Regions from separate parts of the Mus musculus genome. Here region 1 is linked to region 2. Evidence: chromatin contacts called from public HiChIP or PLAC-seq data. All regions are on one chromosome and are shown on one strand. Each heading gives the region's core, a stretch centred on a gene start, on an enhancer-like site or on the middle of the called end of the contact. The rest is flanking DNA. Distances are from core to core; before and after follow the strand shown.

Region 1 (3,862 bases), core at 1,011-3,510, 500 kb after region 2:
CTATCTTGGGGGGGAAAAGCAGGATTTAGATTTGGGGTCCTTTGAGATGTCACTGCATTCTTGCATGGTGCTTTGCTTCTGTGTCCAAGAATTTAAGTTGATAGGCAGTCAGAAGGTCTGTATGCCAAAAGCAGAAAAATGTTTTTATCTTGGGACTGTTTTTATTACAACCTTTTAAACTGAAGGGGGTTATGGTTGCCTAGGTTACAGTATAGGAACAAGGTGTCCTTAACAGTAGATGCAGTGGCCCTTAAAATACAAATGGAAGTTGTCACATTTTGTGGTTTGTTTTGCTCTAGGGAAACACCACCAAACCAGTGAAATGAAGCAGAATGGGATTGCCTCAGACAAAGCAGCAGAAATATCATCTGTTCATGAACATGAGCACAGCCATGACCACACACAGCTACATGCCTACATCGGTGTGTCCCTTGTATTGGGCTTCGTTTTCATGTTGCTAGTGGACCAGATTGGCAGCTCCCATGTGCATTCCAGTGATGGTGAGTAGCTCTCAGGCATTCTGGGCTGTGCAGGCACTTTTGTAATTTGAAAATTTATAAATTGAATGATTCGGTCTACGCCAATGAGCTTACTTAGATGCTAAACTCCTGTTCTCCTTAGGTATTCTCAGGTATTTTATTCAACTGTGGGAGCTAGTGATTTGTGGTGTGATGCAACTGTTTATTGACATATCAACCCTGCTGGGCTTAAAGCAGTCACATTTGAGTGAGAGTCCAGGGCAGAAGCCCCTAACCTGTTTTGTGCTGTGGAGCCCTTAGGCAGCCTAAAGCCTATAGCCCAATTACTGGAATGTTGCTCTTTAAATATATACACTTAGTACATAAGGCTACAAGAAATTGAGGCTAGCTTGGTCTCCATATAGAGTTCCACAATGAGATACTATCGAAAAGCTAGCCAACCACCAAACAGAAAAACTCAGCCCAACCAACCAACCAAACAAGCAAGCAAAAAACTTGATAGTGAGTAAATTCTGATCTGCTTATTAGACACAAGGAGGAAAGACGTAAATAAACAAGAAGTCCAGTGGTGCTTTGGCCAGGTGATCACATCAGGGTCACCAGCATTCTGCTTTGCTGTAGCTCAGGAAGCCATCAGACCATTCTCCTTTGGGATAACTCTAAACCCTGGATAAAAGTTTTAAAACTACCAGCTAAAGAGCAGAGAATCATTAAGAGCAAGCACGTTTTACAGAGCATCAGTATCGGAACAGAGACGCCAATTTTTATAGGATATTAACAGCATCCTTGTGATAGAAACTCCTCCATCTTCCCTAGCATTGCTGCATCTGTAATCCTAGGACTTGGGAGGTGTGGTCAGGAGGATCCAGACTCGTCTCCACTACATAGCAAGTTTGAAGTCAGCCTGAACTACTTGAGACCTTGTCTCAGAAAGTCCTCACTGTTTGTGAGACAGAACTCTGAACAACCAGAGCCCGAAAAAGGGAGGATCCTAGTATTGTGGGGTATCCACCAGAGAATACTACTCAGACATGAGTTTAAGCCAATAGAAAGTCTTTATTAGCAGGTGACTACACTGGGTTTTTGGGATTTCAGTATAGATAGCCCTGAGCCTTTCTCTTTTAGCACAAAACCACACCCTGGGTTCACACTCTTCAGCTAGCAAGAACAATTAGCCAAAAACAGAACTGTAGAATCCAAAAGCAAAGTATATTTAGGGACTTCCCCAGAACTATGGACTTTAATGGATTAGGACTTTGTTCATCTTTTGGCAAGTGTTGCTGCCTGTGTGCTGGGTTCCAAGGCCTGAATGGGTACTTCCATCATGGCGTCACTTGTGCTAAGATCTGGGGACCTGTTACACTAGAACTCAGCCCCAGTGTCTGTGAGTAAGCTGTTCAGGTCTCTTGCTGACTCCCAAGCCAGGCTCATTTGGGCAGACTCCAAGCAATTAAGCTAAAATAATTAAACCTAGCTGTCCAAAAAACAGGTTACAGTTTGAAACAAACTAACATGAATTCTGTAGAAAAATGTAACAGAACCTAGATTATTCATGAGGTAGTACTACTAACAATGTCTGGTATGTGATCCAACATGAAAAGCACCCGTGGTCAGCAGAGGTACAGTTTTCTAAAAGGGAGGATTATTCTTTAAAAAAAAAAAAAAAAAAGGAAGGAAAGAAAGAAAGAGGAAAACAAGCAAACAAAAAAACCCGTGGATACAAGGAAGTAAATGTATTCTCCACTTGAATGCAATATGTGACCTTAGAATTGACTCTTCCTAGAAAGGAAGTGCTCTGAGGAACATTATCAGAAAGCTGACACAAGTTGAATGTGTAACAGGAATCAGAAATAATGCTAAATTTGCTGAGGTTGATATCCTTTATGATTATATTGTTTCCCTCAGGAAATACACACTGAAGTTTCTAAAGATAAGCAGTTATGATGAGTACAACTTACTCTTCTGTGGTAAAGATTTGTGTATGGGAAGTATGAATGCAAACTTGGAGCAGATGGTTCCAAATGTTTAGATAGTTGGTCAGGAACATACGATTCTTTTCTTAAACTATTGTTGTAGCCTTTTTCAAGATTAAAAATTATTTCCAAATAAAAGTTATTTTTTTTTTAATCGTGGACTGAATAAATGAGCAAAGCTTTTGATGTAGCTCTGTGCCTGAAGATGGTGTGGCTTGGCAGGCAAGGCTTTAATCCCAAGCCTTAAGAAGAAAAAAATATGGTACAAAACCAAAAGCAGGTTGAATAGGCAGGTATGGTTGGTGGCATGTGATACGATCAGGGTTCCCACGAGGCACAGGCTGGAGCTTGTAAGTTCAGTAGAGACCAGCATTGGCTACATAGTAACACTTGACATACTGTCAGAAACAAAACTCTGGGTGTCAACAAAGGTTCTCCATTTCCTTGTATTTATTGTATCTTTTTTAAAAGGTGCTTACTTTGAGATAAAGTCTCATATATACCAGGTCAGTCTCAAACCCTTTATGTAACCATTGATGACCTTTAGTTCCGATTCTTCTTCTTCTACCACCTCTCAAGTGCTGAATGTGCCGCTGAGGCCATACTGCACCTTTAAAGAAATGTCTCCCCATCCTTGTGCAGCACACCTTTCACCCCAGCACTTGGGAGACAGGGCAGCCTGATCTCTGTGAGTTCAGGGCTACTCTGGTCTTCATAGTGAGTTCTAGACCAACCAGGACTACATAGAAGACTCGATTTTAAACAAATAAACAAAACCCAACACTTTGATTTGATTTGGTTTTGCTAGGGCTTGGGAGATGGATCCCTAGTACCCAAGTAAAAAGTCGGGCATGGTAAACTCAGAGCTGGGGGTAGGAAGTAAGGAAGATCCCTAAAGGGTATTGTTAGCCAGCCAGCCTAGATGAATTGATGAAAGAGTCAGTTGAAGACCTTGTCTCAACAAAACAAAACAAGAACAAAACAAAGCAATGTAGAGAATGATTGAAGAAAGACCCCAACATAGACTTCCTTGGGATACTTTTTTTTTTTTTCCTTTTTTCCTTTTTTGGTTTTTCGGTTTTTCTAGACAGGGTTTCTCTGTGTAGCCCTGGTTGTCCTGGAACTCACTCTGTAGACCAGGCTGGCCTTGAACTCAGAAATCCGCCTGCCTCTGCCACCCAAGTGCTGGGATTAAAGGCATGTGCCACCACTGCCTGGGTTTCCTTGGGATAATTAATAACCAACCCAGCTCAATCAGTCAATAGGGTCTCAAGGTAGGGAGTGAGGATTAAAAAGAAAAGACATTTAGACAATATTATAACATGACTCCAGCCAGTGCTGAAGCTGAAGAAGGGTTATTTTTTTTTCCAGTCTGCTCTTACACCATTCTAGGTGCGTGCAAAGAATAGG
Region 2 (3,676 bases), core at 136-2,635:
GCACAGCCAGGGATTTTAAAACCGCCCCCAGGCAGAACTCCCCAACTCGACATATCTCTACTTGCAAAGTTATTTTAACCATGATCGCTCTTGCTCTGCTCTGTAGTCTTGGAAATTCTAACAACAGGCTCCCACCACCACCATATATTCTTAGACAACAAATGATAAATTGGAGCTTATCATCATATATGTTTGGATATGGGGGGAATGCTGGCAATCTGCATTGTCATTGAGTCCCTGCAATGACCAACAGCTACTATCTGTGGCACATTTTGGGGTCTCAAGGGATTGAATTCAGGGCCTGGCATAGGCTGGTTGTACACCCTGCCACCAAGCCCCAGTACTCTATGGAACACTTAGAGTAGGAAAGAGGACTACAACCCTGACACAATCCAAGCTGTCCCCTGCAGCAAAAACAAAATGGTCGGGGTCACAGAGAAGTCACAGACAGCCACAGAGAACCAAGAAAGCTGGGGGTTTTCGTCAGGGGCTCTTTCATGCGCTTGTTAGCTTTCCCCTGTACATAGAGGAGGCCATCTTCTCCTCTTAAAGAAGTGAGAATGTACCAAACCAGGCTCAGAAATCTAGAGGTGGGTGAGGACAGGTACCCCACACCATTCTTGACACAACCCACCCCCACTTCTGGAAGTCAGCCAAAGGAACAAGCAAAGTAATGTCACGGGAGTGTTGTTTTAATACAGTCTGTGCCAAGCAACATCATAATCTCCAAGTTTGTCCTATCTTTAATAGGCAATATTCAAAATTAAAAAACATAACAACTCTGCAGTCATAAAACAGGCCAGCCACACTTTTGAAGAGACTGAAAAATGAGAAGCCATGAATTATCTTCTTTGAAAAGCAGCCATTTCAAAAGGTTTTCTTTAATATCATAAAATATTCTCATGGACAAGTGAGCTAGCAAACACACATGCACCAATGTGCCTCTGATGAGAGTACCCACCTACCCCACCCCCAAGTGGGCATGAAATTAGAGAAATGAATACAGCAGACAGAACAGGTAGGAGGAAAAAACTTCAGTAAAAAGAATGGAATATAACTTTGTGCTTGGTTATTTTCCTATGTCACAACAAAAACATTTCGGTGCAAATAGTTAATTTTTCCTCTTTTCCATTTAAGACTGGTGGAGAAAAAAATACTTTTTTTTTTATAATAAAATATGTAGTTTTTTGTTTGTTTTTTTTTTTCTTTTTAAAATTTTTTTTTAACGTAACTTTTTTTTTATCCTTTTTTGCAGAAAATAATTTTGTAAACTGTCACTTTGTGGGCAGGGAGGCTTGATGCCGCCTGGGTCGGAGCTCTGCCCCCTTGGTGGCTGAGCTGAAAATAATGAACCCAGCCAGCCAGACTGGGCGGAGGAGGAGGAGGAGCAGGGTGGGGCGCACGCGCAGAAGGCCGGGGGTGGGGGGGTGGTGGAGGGAGGCAGGGGCGGGTTAGAGGTCGCTCTCGCCATACAGTGCCGTGGAGAAGGACATGTAGTCTAAAGCACCGGGCACGGAGTCGGGGCCCGCGTAGGGGGCCATTCTTGCGATGCAGTACTCGGCTTGGTCAGGGGGCAGCTCACGGCGCAGCTCATCCTCTGTGATGTAATTCTGCGGAGAAAGCATGGTCAGGGTCGGAAACCTCGGCAGCGGCCGGAAAGCAACGCGGCGTTGCCGCAACTATTAGGTCGTAAACTTGCCGGGAATGTTAAGTACCCGTGTTCTAATTTCCTCGCTCTACTTGATCTGTAGAATACGTGCGTGCATACATATAACAGAGACATCCGTGTGTATGTACATATATATATTTAAGTGCATATTATATATTTACAAGTAATATATCACTTGTATATGGTATTTTAAACACGTCACGTTTTCCATTTTAGTATCTACTTCAACTTCCTTCCAAACCTATTTCACTCGGACTTTTTCATTCATCCTACCGATTTACAGTAACCACCCACTGTCTCAGCGTCAGCACATCCTACCTTATCTCCAGCCAGGATCTTGAAGGAAGCCATGACCTGATCTGCAGTATCAGTATCTGCCGTCTCTCGGGACATAAAGTCGATGAAGGCCTGGAACGTCACTACCCCCAAGCGGTTGGGGTCTACAATGCTCATGATTCGGGCAAACTCTGCCTCTCCCTGGAGGAGACAACCAACCCACACCTGTCACCCTAACGGCCTACTGGGGCATCTCAAGTGTACCTCCAGCTCCAAGTTGCCTATGGTTGGAACAGGAGGCACAACAGACATCTGATCTGGCTTGGGTTGCCCCAGGGTGAGAAAGTGACCCAAACGTTGTGAGTCTCAGGACTTCCCACCCCCTGCAGAGCTCTGGGTTTCACTTACAGAAAATGATGGGTAGTATTAATTATAATGACGATAACTTCAACAATGGCTAACTAACACTCATACAGCATGTATTATATAGGCCAGCTAATATTCTAAATTCATCTTATCATCACAACTGAATAAAATCATAGTATTCCCATTGTATGGGAAATCTGAGGCCCAGACAGGGTAAGTGACTTACCCAAGGTCACATGGCTAGGAGGTAGGGAGCTAGGATTAGGACGCAGGCAGTCTAGCTCCAACATATGCTGTTTCCTTAACATGACAAGTGTGCCAGACAAGTACGCAGTCCTTGTGATCACTTTATTTAACTCTTACAACCACGTTGTGAGGTTTCCTCACTACATCTGAGACCACAAGCTTTGATAGCAATGTGGAATTTACGGAGTATACTTCTAGTCTAGCCTTTAACCCTGCTGGGCATCCCATGGGCTCTGTACTTGGTTCAGTGGACACCTGTCTATCCAGCTAAGGTCCTATCCAGCTCAGCTGGATGCAGAGGGGACAAAACAAGGTTAGCGAGAGGCCTGGGTCAAGACCGAGTGGTGGCAGGTCTGGATGGAGCTACTACCAGGGCAGAAGTATAAACCACCATTGTCATGTAAGACAAAGTAGAATTATCATTCTATAAACCTTGGGGTTGGCCGTCCACAGCTGGTGTTCACTGTGGGAGTGAAAAAGCCCTTTCTCCACAGAAAGTACCATAAGATAAACTGGTTCAGAGACCATGATGAGGAGGCTAAGCCTCCCAGCCACACCCTGGCCCCATGGGTGGTCTGGTTTTCAGGTGCCATCTTCCCCAAGGATGGCCATAAGGGACTCCCCCGAGGAGGGCAGTTCTAACCTAAGAGCCTTTGTCCACCATTACTAAGACTTAGCTTCTCCAGTCAGGTGGCTGCCTCCCGGCCAAGGCAACTTTAGAAAGCCTGGCAGGCGGAGGAGGGGGTTTACGTTACCATGTTGTAACCCATGGAGATAAGGCAGGCGCGGAAATCGTCTGTGTCCATCATGCCCGTCTTCTTCTGTAGGGCAGTGGCGCCAAGACACAGGAGGGACAGACAGGTGGGAGGAGGAGGGGCCAGCCAGAGGCCAGGAAGACAGTGGAAAGGAATGACCCAGTTTATGGTACGAAGAATAGGAGTAGCCGAAGAATGTAGGAGGAACATGTTGAAGGAGGTCAGAGCAAAGAAATGCAGAAGTCCAGTCCACAGATGAGATGTGGCGAGGGAGAGGAGGCGGACACCCAAGCAGGTTCCCAGGAAAGATAGCCGAAGGCAGAGGTCAGAAGTCAGAGGAACCGGACAGTGGGCAGGCAGGGAG

Evidence for each region. HiChIP or PLAC-seq counts read pairs in DNA pulled down with a chosen protein or histone mark.
Region 1: an H3K4me3 HiChIP or PLAC-seq map of bone marrow-derived macrophages shows a contact between it and region 2, with 4 times the contacts expected there. The contact joins two enhancer-like sites. A contact is called at or near these places in 1 of 39 promoter capture datasets (hippocampal neurons), 2 of 15 datasets of contacts at CTCF or cohesin (the NIH/3T3 cell line and embryonic stem cells), 36 of 484 Hi-C or Micro-C datasets (the 3T3-L1 cell line, 3T3-L1-derived adipocytes, the AML12 cell line and 26 more), 7 of 115 datasets of contacts at active chromatin or transcription factors (astrocytes, bone marrow-derived macrophages, embryonic basal ganglia and 4 more) and 3 of 9 other capture datasets (adipose tissue, liver and pancreatic islet).

The regions. Positions count from the first base shown.
Region 1 is chr12:80,666,236-80,670,097 of GRCm38.p6, forward strand. It overlaps Slc39a9 (solute carrier family 39 (zinc transporter), member 9), which reads left to right. Exons shown (of 7, transcript NM_026244.2): 3 at 300-500. Among named protein-coding and RNA genes, the nearest start is that of Slc39a9, 24 kb to the left of the region's middle. Within about 2 kb of position 2,261, at least 6 of the 459 cell types and tissues checked have an H3K27ac peak or open chromatin away from gene starts, as enhancers often do. A contact at or near this core is called in the G1E-ER4 cell line and bone marrow-derived macrophages, where this site is marked.
Region 2 is chr12:80,166,871-80,170,546 of GRCm38.p6, forward strand. Actn1 (actinin, alpha 1) reads right to left here. Exons shown (of 21, transcript NM_134156.3): 20 at 1,988-2,146; 21 at 672-1,610. The coding sequence ends at 1,452. Among named protein-coding and RNA genes, the nearest start is that of 2310015A10Rik, 36 kb to the left of the region's middle. Within about 2 kb of position 1,386, at least 235 of the 459 cell types and tissues checked have an H3K27ac peak or open chromatin away from gene starts, as enhancers often do. A contact at or near this core is called in the G1E-ER4 cell line and bone marrow-derived macrophages, where this site is marked.